Linked DNA regions of Oryctolagus cuniculus: region 2 is linked to region 1. Evidence: chromatin contacts called from public Micro-C data. All regions are on one chromosome and are shown on one strand. Each heading gives the region's core, a stretch centred on a gene start, on an enhancer-like site or on the middle of the called end of the contact. The rest is flanking DNA. Distances are from core to core; before and after follow the strand shown. Region 1 overlaps SLC25A30 (solute carrier family 25 member 30). Region 2 holds the start of COG3 (component of oligomeric golgi complex 3).

Region 1 (6,101 bases), core at 1,215-3,714:
ATCTCAGACTTAATGTGTGCACAGTTGAATTCTACTCATTCTCCTGAATTTGATGCCTCCCCTCATCTCAGTCAAGGCCCCACCAGAACTCAGTTTCCTGAAATGGGGAGCTATTTTTGACAATTCCCTGTCCCCCACCACTCCAATCTCGTCCATCACTAGTCCTGTCACTTCTGTTTTAAGCCCTTCCACCTCTCTCCCATCTCCATTTGTCCAGGCCACCATCATCCTTCACCTGGACGACAGCACTTGGCTTCCACTTGTCCTCCTACTCTTGCCTCCCTATAATCTATTATTCATCCAGCGCCATCTTCTTAAAATGTCAGAGATCACACAGAACCCTTGCTTAAAAACTTACAAAGATGTCTCATTGCACTTCAAATAAAACTCGAACTTCTTAGCAGCGTCTAGAAAGGAGAGGAAATATTTTTTAAAGATTATTATTTTTTTAAAGATTATTATTTATTTGAGAGCTAGGGTTACAGACAGAGGAAGTGATAGAGAGAGGTCTTCCATCCACTGGTTCACTCCCCAAATGGCCGCAATGGCCAGAGCTGGGCTCATCTGAAGCCAGGAGCTTCTTCCAGGTCTCCCACATGGGTGCAACGGCCCATGTACTTGGGCCATCTTCTACTGCTTTCCCAGGCTATAGCAGAGAGTTGGATTGGAAGCGGAGCAGCCAGGACTTGAACTGGCTCCCATATGGGATGCCAGTGCTGCAGGCGGTGGCTTTACCTACTACACCACAACACCAGCCCCAAGAACAATACTGAGCATGGGTGTTGAGGCTGCACTGCCCAGGTTTAAATTCCAGTTTTGTCACCTACGATAAAACTTGGAGCAAAGTACTTACCCTTTCTGTGCCTTAGATTTTTCTCATCTATAAAATTCATAGCATGACACTACCATCTACTTCATTTAAAAAAACAAGACTTGGCCGGTGCCGTGGCTCAATAGGCTAATCCTCCACCTTGCGACGCCGGCACACCGGGTTCTAGTCTCGGTCGGGGTGCCAGATTCTGTCCCGGTTGCCCCTCTTCCAGGCCAGCTCTCTGCTATGGCCCGGGAGTGCAGTGGAGGATGGCCCAAGTCCTTGGGCCCTGCACCCCATGGGAGACCAGGAGAAGCACCTGGCTCCTGGCTCCTGCCATCGGATAAGCGCGGTGTGCCAGCCGCAGAGCGCGGGCCGTGGTGGCCATCGGAGGGTGAACCAACGGCAAAGGAAGACCTTTCTCTCTGTCTCTCTCTCTCACTGTCCACTCTGCCTGTCAAAAAAAAATTTATTTTTTTGAAAGGCAGAGTTAGAGAAGGAGAGAGAGAGAGAAAAAAAGTGCTTCTGTCTGCTGGTTCCCTCCCCAAATGCCACAATGGCAAGGGCTGGGCCACACCGAAGCCAGGAGCCAGGAGCTTCTTCTAGGTCTCCCACATGGGTGCAGGGGCCTAAGCATCTGGGCCACCCTCTGTTGCCTTTCCCAGGTATACTTGTAGGGAGCTGAATCAAAAGTGGAGCAGCCAGGACATGAACTGGCGCCCATAGGGAATGATGGCATCCCAGACGAAGGCTTAACCTGCTATGCCACAATGCCGGCGGAGCATCTACTTCTTTTTAAAAATATATATTTATATTTATTTTACTCAAAATCCAAGGAAGCAGAAAGAGATCTTCCATTTGCTGGTTCACTCCTGGCCTGCAGTAGCCAAGGGCAGGCCAGTCCAAAGTCAGGACCCCAGATCTCAATCTTGGTCTCCCATGTAGGTGGCAAGGACTCAAGCACCCAAGCCATCACCTGCTGCCTCCCAGGCAGGAAGTTGAAGTGGAAGTGGAGAAACTGAGACTCAAATCAGGAACTCCAATACTGGATCCTTTTTATAAAAAAAATAAAAGGTTTTATTTACTTATTAGAAAGGCATGGTGATGGAGAGGGAGATTCATCTTCCAGCCACTGGTTCACTCCCCAAATGGCCACAGCAGCCAGGTCTGGGCCAGGCCAAAGCCAGGAGCCAGAACTCCATCTGGACTTCCCACGTGGGTGCAGGTGCCCAACCTCTTGGGCCATCTTCTGCTGCGTTCCCAGGTGCGTTAGCAGGGAGCTGGGTCAGAAGCGGAGTAGCCCAGACTCCAACTGGCACTCTGATGTTGGATGCTGGTGTTACAAGTGGCAGCTTAAACCACTGGGCCACCATGCTGGTCCCATGGAATGCTGGCACCTTAACCACTGAACCACATGCTTGCCCCATCATCTCTTTCTTAAGGTGGGCAGTGGGCACCCAATGAGACAGCACATGTAAATCAGGTGGAATGGTGCCCATACGTCCTCTGTGATTATTGCTAATCCCTACCCGTTTCATATCAGTTCATGCCCCCTTCTCAGGATGCTCTAGCCACCCTGGCTTGCTCTGAGTGCCTCAGATGAGCACTAGACCACCTGCAGTCCCCTCCCGCTTTGTATGGCTCTTTCTAGAACAACTTTCAGATCTTAGTTTCAAGACAGCGTCAGAGAAAGGCTATCCTTGACCGTTCTCTGGCCACCATCTGCTTGTCGGTATGTATTTAATACTTGCCTTCATCGGTAAAGTCTTGGCTTCTGCCGCCAGAGAACTGCTTGGACTTTATTGGGCGTTCCATAAACTCCTGCTGAGAAGAGGCCTGAAAACTACGAAGTCTGTGCAGCTTCTGAGAAAGCCAGTCTCTACCCAGTGCTTGCCCTTGCTTCCCCAAGTGTCAGCGGGCGTAGTACTCATCTCGTCATCCCGGTGGGGAAACGCATCACATCCTTGGTTACAAAGAGGCTGCGGACGCCCCCAGCACGCCCCTGAAGCGCGGTAGGATGCGGTTACGATTTCCCGCCTGTCCGGCAGAGGGCGCGGCCGAGCCGCGGCAGTCTGGGGCGGGGCCGGGGCGAGCCGAGCGGCGTTCTCAGGGAGTGCAGTGACCAGGATTAGCACCTTCCCAGGGCGCCTTCCAACAGCCCCGCAGAGTGCAGGGCTTTCCAAGTCCCTCTGAGGATCACCGGGACTAGGAGAGACTGAAAAACTCGAATTCCGGTTCGGTGGGCGTTGGGTGGGCCTACCTGCTGGTTTTGCAGATCCAGAGCTTTGGGTCGCGTGGGTGGTGATTGGCTGGAGTGGGCTCTGGGAGCGGCAGGGGTGAGGGAGAGACCGGCCTGGGTAGCAGTCCTAGTCCTATGGCGCCTTGGCTGTGACCTTTCTGTGAAGTCCACCCCGACCGTACTTGTAAGGCAGAGGTGGTAAAGACGGAGCTGTTGCAGAGCCTGGTTCAAAGCCTCCTGGTTTCTGAGCTGAGTCACAGGCAGAGGCGCGGCCCTGGGACCCCCACGTGTGGCCTTGTCCCTACGAAGGAAGATGCCATGTGATCCAGTATTCGGAGACCTGAAGACAACACTTAGTTCCTGAACTTCTGAACCCTGTCTGCCGCTGCCTGTGCCCCCTCATTTGCTGTTCCTGGGGAGGGCGGCCGAGCTGTACAGCAGTAGACCATCATAGCAGTTTCCAGTTAGGAGGGATCGTAGGCAGCATGGAGTGAACCCACCCTGTGTCTCAAACAGGCACCTGCTGGGGAGCACAGAGCTGTGGGCCGGCGGCCTCACCAGCACACACCTGCTGCCTCAGGAAGCTTTGGGAACAGATCACTCTGGATCTTGTTCTTGTCCTCTAGAGGAAACAAAGGGAGACTTGCTTTTAAAATCAGTGATTCCTGCTCTCTGTTTTGGGGTTGCTATTCCTGCCTTATCCAACATCAGACTCGGGACAAACGTGGGGTGATAGTGACTGTAATAATAACAGTTGGTGCCAGTGCTAAGTTGCCTGGCATTTTTCTTTTTGTTTTTAAAGGTTTATTTATTTGAAAGGAAGTGCAAGAGCGAGAGCGAGAGCGAGAGAGAGAGAGAGAAATCTTCCATTCCGTGGCTCACTCCCCAAATGGCTGCAACAGCCAGGGCTGGGCCAGGCTGAAGCCAGGAGCCTGGAACTCCACCTTGGATCTCTCCCTGCATGGGAGCAGGGGCCTGAGTTGGGCCACCTTCTGAGCAGCCTTCCCAGGCACCTTAGCAGGGAGCTGGATCAGAAGTGGAGCGGCCGAGACTTTAGCTGGCAGTCTGATGTGGGATGCTGGTGTCACACTAGGTGGCTTAACCTGCTGCACCATGGTGCCGGCCCCTGCCTGGCATTTTCCAAGTGCTTAGGGACACCATCTCACCTAACCCTCATTATATCCTATTCGTTCATTCATTTGTCAATATTTATTAAGACTTCAAAGGATCCCAGGCACTGGGATGCCTCAGTAAGGGAAGGTGCATTGTGGCGGAGAGAAGCTGATACTCACAATCACACAAGGAAATGAGATTTTTGGACCGCGATACGAGCTTTGAGAAAACGTCGATGCAGCGTTGTTGTAGGAAGTGGCTGGGAACAGGGGACTGGGATGTGGCTGATGAGATGGAGCTTACACACCGAGATCTTGGAGAAAGCTCCCTGCACAGAGGACAAAGCAGGTCATGCAAAGCCGCAGGGAATGAGCTCCAGGGTGCAAAGGATCTGGAAGGAGCCTGGTGTTCCTGGAATCCAGTGAGCAGGCGGAGAGGCCCGGGGAGTGCTCTGGACAGAGAGGAACTGAAGCCCGGAGTGGTTTAGAGGGGGTGCCTCTGGAGAGGGAGGGGGGCAGGTCCAGGTTGGTTATGCTCACTTGTCCCCTGGCCCTGCCCTTGGCCTTACCCTAACGCAAGTTCTTGGGTTAGGGCCTTACCCTTAACCTTGCTTTGGGAAAAGGGTCCCTGAGACAGGACTTTGCAGGGAGGTGCTGGTGGGAAGTGTCCAAAAAGTAGTCACAGGACTCCGGGAGGTAGACAGTATTGAACTCATTTTGCACAGAGGCACAGAGCCAGGGCAGGCTGGATGGTGTCTGTCATCTATTTGCTTCCATTTTCTGCATCCTTCCTGCCTTTATTTCTACCTCTGCTTGCCTTCCCCCTTCAGTGCACTCCCGGTGCCTTTCTCCTTAGCCCGGTCCTGCCATCCCCTGACCTCACCTGGCCCCGTCTCCTCTCCCAGCAGCCTCTGAGCCCAGTGTTCAGTTCTCTTCGAGTTCTCGGGTCCCTATTCCCGTGGAAATCAGAGCCCGGTTTCCTGTTGTGTAAACAGCCATCACCAGGTCACGCCTCATCCCTGTCTCCTGTTTATTAGTGATGCCATGTGTGCTTCCCATGTCTGCCCCTTGCAAGGCTCCCCGAGGGGCTCCTGGGGGTGTCCTTAACAGCACATCCAGCGACCCCGAAATTACGATTGTATTGCGTTCTGGAGTTTACAATAAATGGCCTAAGCTCTCAGTTCTAAAGGTTTTTAAAATAGAAAAGGCAGATCTTTCTCTTTGGGGGAGTTAGCAAGTAACTGCTACAGTCTCAGAGCCCATGAGACACTGCCTGGAAATGAACCGGGTGCAGTTTGCTCCTTTCCTGCATGGATTTACCCAAACCTGTACTGGCCCTCATGCCTGGGGGGTAGGAGCATTTTTTGTGATCCTCAGGGAGTCACAGGAGAATCTCAGTGTCCAATGCAGCCTCTAAAACTGCTCCCATATGTCACTCATCTTCAGAATCAACCCATGTAGCTGGCTTAGAAAAGGTAAGCGACTTCGTCGAGGTCACCCAACTGATTCCTGGAAGAACTGGGTCTAACCAGAGCCTTAGAGCTCTGCTCTTATTCCTCTGGATCTTAATCCTTTGGGCTTCAGAATGGGTGAGTTTGGCATTAGGGTCTTTACTACATTGGCCCATCGTTTATTAAACCATCCTGACATGAGAGTTGTGTGACCATGGCTGGGTTTGGGACTTTCCAGGTTTTCCTACCAACTATATGTGAAAGAGTTACAGAGAGAGGAGGGGAAAGAGAGAGAGAGAGAGATATCTGCCATCTGCTGGTTCACTTCCCATATGTGTTGGCTTTACCCACTATGCCATAATGCTGACCCCAACTAGGATCTTTTTCTTTTTTTCTTTCCTTTCCTTTTTTCTTTTTCTTTCTTTCTTTTTTTTTTTTTTTTTTTTGAGATTTTATCTACTTATTTGAGGTAGAGTTACAGACAGAGA
Region 2 (6,101 bases), core at 1,181-3,680, 89 kb after region 1:
CGTGGGAGACCCAGAAGAAGCTCCTGGCTCCTGGATTCAGATCAGCGCAGCTCCGGCCATTGTGAACCAGCGGGTGGAAGACCTCTCTCTCTCTCTCTCTCTCTCTCTGCCTCTACCTCTCTGTAACTCTGCTGCCTTTCAAATAAATAAATAAATCTTAAAAAAAAAAAAGTGCTATGCCACAGCGCCAGCCCCAAGGTTTTGCATTTTTGGCAGCAACACTGCAGAACCTGTGCCTAGTCCTCCACCCAGCATGGCAGGAGGGCCCTGTTGATGATGTTAACCTCAATCACTTGGTTAAGGTGATGTCTGCCAGGCTTCTCTGCTGTAAAGTTACTCTTCCCCCTTATTATCAATTAATATCTCGGGGGGATTGTGTAATGGAGCCCCTTAAGTTAAAAAAAAGAAAACTCTGCTCCTCCATTGAGCTCCAATTTCCCTTCCCAGGTAGTAACAGGCAAACAAATCCCTCAGCCCTGTTAGCCATCTGCAAGCTGTTTCTCCTTCAGGACCACCCCGCTTTCCTCCCTCCATTTTCTTCCCCTGTCAAATTCTGCAGCCCTCTTATGATCAATTTCTAAGTGTTTTGCCTGCCCCCACCCTGAAAAAAATTCTTATTCTTTAAAGAAGCACTTGGGGGCCAGTGCTTTGGCACAGCAGATTCAGCTGCCTTCTTTAGTGCCAACATTCCATATGGGCTGCTCCACTTCTGATCCAGCTCCCTGCTAATGCACCTGGGAAAGCAGGGAGGGTGGCCCAAGTGCTTGGGTCCCTGTTACTCACATGGGAGACCTGGAAGGAGCTCCTGGCTTCAAACTGGTCCAGCCCTGGCCGTTGTGGCCATTTGTGGAGTGAACCAGTGGATGGAAAATCTCAGTCTCTCTTTCCTCCTCTGCCTTTCAAATGAATATAATAAAATAAGTCTTAAAAAAAGAAGCAATTGGCCGGTGCCGCGGCTCACTAGGCTAATCCTCCGCCTTGCGGCGCCGGCACACCGGGTTATAGTCCTGGTCGGGGCGCCGGATTCTGTCCCGGTTGCCCCTCTTCCAGGCCAGCCCTCTGCTGTGGCCAGGGAGTGCAGTGGAGGATGGCCCAGGTGCTTGGGCCCTGCACCCCATGGGAGACCAGGAAAAGCACCTGGCTCCTGGCTCCTGCCATCGGATCAGCGCGGTGCGCCGGCCGCAGCGCGCCGGCCGCGGCGGCCATTGGAGGGTGAACCAACGGCAAAGGAAGACCTTTCTCTCTGTCTCTCTCTCTCTCTCACTGTCCACTCTGCCTGTCAAAAAAAATAAAAAAAAAAAAAAAGAAGCAATTAATGATCAGGGCAGAATAAATGTCATGAAGCTTATGGATGGAATGATATGTTATCAAGGTGTGCGTCCTAGGGTGATCATGCCAGATTTTGCACATACACAGCTCAGAGAGAAGAAGTACCAAAGACATTCCCTAAAACTCAACCCCTCTCCCTCCACCCCCAATTTCTCCAGCTTGTGTGTTTATAGGAGCCCCTTCCCTGAGCTAGAAGGGAGGTAATTTGGAGGGGAGAGCCCTTACCTCCTTTGCCTGGCCACACAAAAAGCAAACACAATGTCTCGGCCAACACACTCGTTGCTCTGGTTCTACAACAATTATTTGGGAAGGTACACATTCCTGTTTCTCCTTGAACTTTCACCTATTTTGGCATCCATCCTTACGCTACAATTATTACCGTGGTGTCCTAATGACCTTCTATTTTCCTCATTCTTTGTATGTTTATTGATTGTAATTATGTAAAGTACAAGGTTGTTTCTTCTCCTCTACTTATTTAAATCATTTATTTATATCAGAACGCACTCAGGGTGTTCATCTATAGATTATGATCCAATACTATCATTACAACGTTGTGCAAACTTGCAAAATGGCTTAAATGGCAGAGTAATATTCCAATTACATGTCTGTATCACGAATTCCCAAACCAAATCTCTAATGCTGAACACTTAGATGTTTCCCATTATTGGACACTATTAATGGTGTTTGATATACATGCATCTTTGCATTTTTAAATGTTTTTCCATAAATTAGTTTCCTAACAGGAATTATGGGATGTTGGAAAAGTACCCTTTTGGTTTTGATCTAAGCGGCAGAAACTGTCATCATGTCAACATGGAAATCACACACACGCCACGCTCTCCACTCAAACTACCCAGCTGTGGGCAGACACACGGTAGGATCCCGAGCTCAAGGGGGCCCCTGTCGGCAGGGTGACTTGGCGACAGTGTCTCACTAGCACGGAACAATAAAGTTATTGATGTTGAAGAAGAAACTTCCGGTAGGGGCATTCCTATTTCCGTCAGGGCCCTGCCTGTCTCAGCCACTGCTACAACCCAACCGGAAATACTTGTACCCAGTTTAAAGCCACGTCTATCCTGGTTTCGGCCCCGCCCACATACTGGGAAGCGTTTCCGGGGCAAAGTCACTCCGGCTCGCCCCGCCCCGCAGCCGGTGCTGCGCTGGAAACCCGGGTTCTCCCGGAAGTGGCCGGGACCTCTCTGTCGGGGTCCCCTCTGTCCCGCTGCTGCTGAGGGCCGCGGGGGCGGAGGCGATGGCGGAGGCGGCGCTGCTGCTGCTGCCAGAGACGGCGGCGGACCGGGACGCCCGGGAGAAGCTGGCTCTCTGGGATCGGAGACCAGACTCGACGGCGCCGCTGACCGACAGGCAGACCGACTCGGTGCTGGAGCTGAAGGCGGCGGCGGAGAACCTGCCGGTGCCGGACGAGGTGAGGCGAGGGGGCGGGAACCGGGCTGGGCGAAGGCACGGGGATGCTTCTCAGCCGTCCTGGCGGGACTCTGGCCTCGCCAGCCTCTGCCCGGGCTCTCTGTGCACTCCTCCCTGGACACGGTGGCTGGATCCAGTGGGAGGGGCCCTTCCCCTCCCGGGGCTGTCAGGCCTCGCGTTGCCGCGACCCCGACCGAGCTGCCACCCACCCAGGGAAGGTTGCGGGAGCATCCAGTGGCCGATGCCCGCCGGCACCCCAGTCTCTCCCTGTGGCGTGGGACGGTTGGCTGGGAGCTTTGCCCGGGGCGTCTTGCCCCAGGCGTGACCCTGCTGCCCACCGCCTTTCTGGAGGGGCGCCGACCCTGAGGGCTTTGGCTGCAGGAGAGGCTCCAGGTGGTGCTCGTTGACCACCTTAATGAATAACCTCGCCGCCTTTTACCTTTGGCAAGGGGGACTTGGGGAGAACGAAACTTGATCCTGAGCGTCTTTCATTCATCAGACATTGAACGCTGGGCTGTCGATCAAGTGCAGGTTACGGGAGATCCGATTTATTTGACCCGTGCATAGCAATAAAAGTGAATTTCTTTGCAAACTGGACCAGTACATTGTTAAGGTATGCTAGTTTAATCCAGTTACCGTTGAGAGAGGCATAGTACTGCGTCTGTGAATTTCAGTTTAATTAGTTTTATGGACAACAGGGACGTCCTATGAATTGTCGGATGTGACAAACTTTTTCTTGTTTTGAGGACCAGGTTTAAGAGTATTAAAAGCCAGTGATGGTTATTTTTGGTGTTGGAAGCATTCTTTTTACTTGCTTTAGAAATTATGTCCAAATGAAGGTTGACTTGGCCTTTAGCTTTTTCTGCCTTGAGACCTCAGAGGTTTGCTTTGGAAGTTTTCTGCACATTCAGTCTTGCACACCCTGCCATAAAGTAGGCGTTCGTTCCTTGGCTTCTCTAACTGGAGGATGTTGTGCCGGAAGTGGGTTTGAGGAAGTGGGAGGACATTTCTTTGGTTTGGCTATCCAAGTATTATAATGTGGATAATAAAAGTTGTTTGCTCTGTAAATTTCCCAATCTCTTTAAAATTGATATGGCTTTTCCTGAAGCAGGGTGCTTGGACTCCAGAGCACACACACGTGTGTGTGTGTGTGTGTGTGTGCGCGCGTATGTGCATGAGTGTGTGATATTCTACAAGAAAATACTCTTTAAAAATTATTTTTAACTATTGCATTTTTTTTTTTTTTTCATTTGGGAGGCAGAGGGACAAAGAGGTGCTCCCATCTGCTGGGTCACTCCCAGATGCCTGTGGTCGCTGGGGCTAAAGCCAGGAACAGGAAACTCAGTCCAGCTCTCCCACGTAGGTGGCAGGGACCCAGTTACTTGAGCCTTCACTGCTGTCTCCCCAGGTCTGCATTAGCAGGAAGATGGACTCAGGAGCTAGAGCCAGGAATGGAATCCGTGTACACTGATGAGGGATGAGTGTGTCTTAACCTGTGTCTTAATGCTAGGTCGAATGCCTGTCTCTGTCACTGATGTCCTGATAGAGGTTGCTTTGAATATCTAAATTGTTGTGTTTTGGACATTTTAATAGTATTATTCTTTTTTAAAGGTTTATTAATTTTGAAAGAGAGAGAGAGGGAGAAAGAGAATCTTCCATCCGCTGGTTCACTCCCCAGTTGATGGCAACAGCCAGCTGGGTCAGATGGAAACCAGGAGTCAAGAGTTTCTTCCGAGTCTCCCATGAGTATGGTAGGGCCCAAGGACTTGAGCCATCTTTTGCTGCTTTCCCAGGTGCGTTAGCAGGGAGGTGGATTGGAAGTGGAACAGCTGGGAATCAAACCAGCTTAACCTGCTACGCCACAGTGCTTGGCCTCTGTATTGATTCTCCTAAACCATGAACATAGAATGTCTTTCCACTTTGTGTCCTCTTTAGTTTTTTTCATCAATGTTTTAACAAAATTTTTCATGGTAGAGATCTTTCACCTCTGTGGCTAAATTTATTCTTAATTTTTTTTGATAGCTATTGGAAATGAGATTGGTTTCCTGATATCTTTTTCAGATAATTTGTTTTTGGTAAAAAAAACAATGATACTGATCTTTTTACATTGACTTTGTATCCTACAGCTCTGCTGAATTTGTTTATTGGTTCTAGTAGTTTGTGGTGGAGGCTGGGGTTTTCCAGATAGAAGATCATGTCATCTGTAAACAGTGACAATAAGGCTTCCCCTTTTCCAGTTTGGTTGCCCTTTATTTCTCTTGACTAATTGTTCTGGCTAGGACTCCAGTAATATGTTGAATAAAAGTGGTGGAAGTTGGCAACCTTGTGTTGTTCCAGATCCTAGAGAGAAAGCCTTCAGCGTTTCTCCATTCGGTATGATGTTAACTATATGATAACAACAACAGCTGTTGTTGATATTTTTGAATATATGTGTATATATTGAAGTATGTTCCTTCTATTTCTAATTTGTTCCTAGTCTTATCATGAAGGGTGTTGGGTTTTATTTCAATGCTTTTTCTATGTCTATTGAATGACCATAGGATCTTCATCCATTCTGTTTATGTTTGGAATCACACTTATTAATATACATACATTGAACTACCCTTGTTCATGGGATGAATCCCACTGGCTCATGGTGAATGATCTTCTTAATGTGCTGTTGGATTTAGTTTGTTAGTATTTTGAGGATTTTTGCATCTATGTTCATCAAGGATATTGGTCTGTAGCTTTCTTTTTTTGTTGTGTCTGTCTAATTTTTGTATCAGGATAATGCTTGGCCTCCTAGAATGAGTTTGGAAGAATTCCCTTCCATTCTGCTTTTTGCAATAAGGATTGGTGTTAATTCTTCTTAAAAGGTTTGGTGGAATTCGCTAGTGAAGCTGTCTTGGCTTTTCTTGGATGGGATACTTTTTGTGACTGATGCAGTCTCACTGCTCATTGGTCTGTTGAGGTAATCTCTTTTTTCATGATTCAATCTTGATAAGATGTATGTATCAAGGAATTTGTAAGAGAATGGGTTTTTACTGTCGTAAATCATAAACCTTTTTATTCTCATTGAACATAAAAGAGGGAGTTTGAATTAAATGGAATCTTCTCATTTTTCACCCCATTCTTCCATGTTTATGCACTGAAATACCTATCGTTAGTGGCATGCAATCTTTTTTTTTTTTCTTTAAGATTTGTTTATCTGAAAGAGTTACACAGAGAGAGAGGAGAGGCAGAGAGACAGAGAGAGAGAGAGAGAGAGAGAGAGGTCTTCCATGCGCTGGTTCACTCCCCAATTGGCTGCAATGGCTGGAGCTGCACCGATCTAAATCCAAGAGCCAGGGTGCAGGGGCCCAAGGACT

What was found. A called contact is a pair of places that touch in the nucleus more often than the background predicts.
Region 2: a contact with region 1 is called in a Micro-C map of ear pinna, with 3 times the contacts expected there. The contact joins the promoter of COG3 here to the enhancer-like site in region 1. A contact is called at or near these places in 2 of 6 Hi-C or Micro-C datasets (ear pinna and an unstated tissue).

What each region holds. Positions count from the first base shown.
Region 1 is chr9:64,470,852-64,476,952 of mOryCun1.1, forward strand. All of the region lies in intron 1 of SLC25A30 (solute carrier family 25 member 30), which reads left to right. Among named protein-coding and RNA genes, the nearest start is that of TPT1, 28 kb to the left of the region's middle. Within about 2 kb of position 2,465, at least 2 of the 8 cell types and tissues checked have an H3K27ac peak or open chromatin away from gene starts, as enhancers often do.
Region 2 is chr9:64,559,820-64,565,920 of mOryCun1.1, forward strand. COG3 (component of oligomeric golgi complex 3) reads left to right here and starts at 2,431. Exons shown (of 23, transcript XM_002712958.5): 1 at 2,431-2,755. The coding sequence starts at 2,582.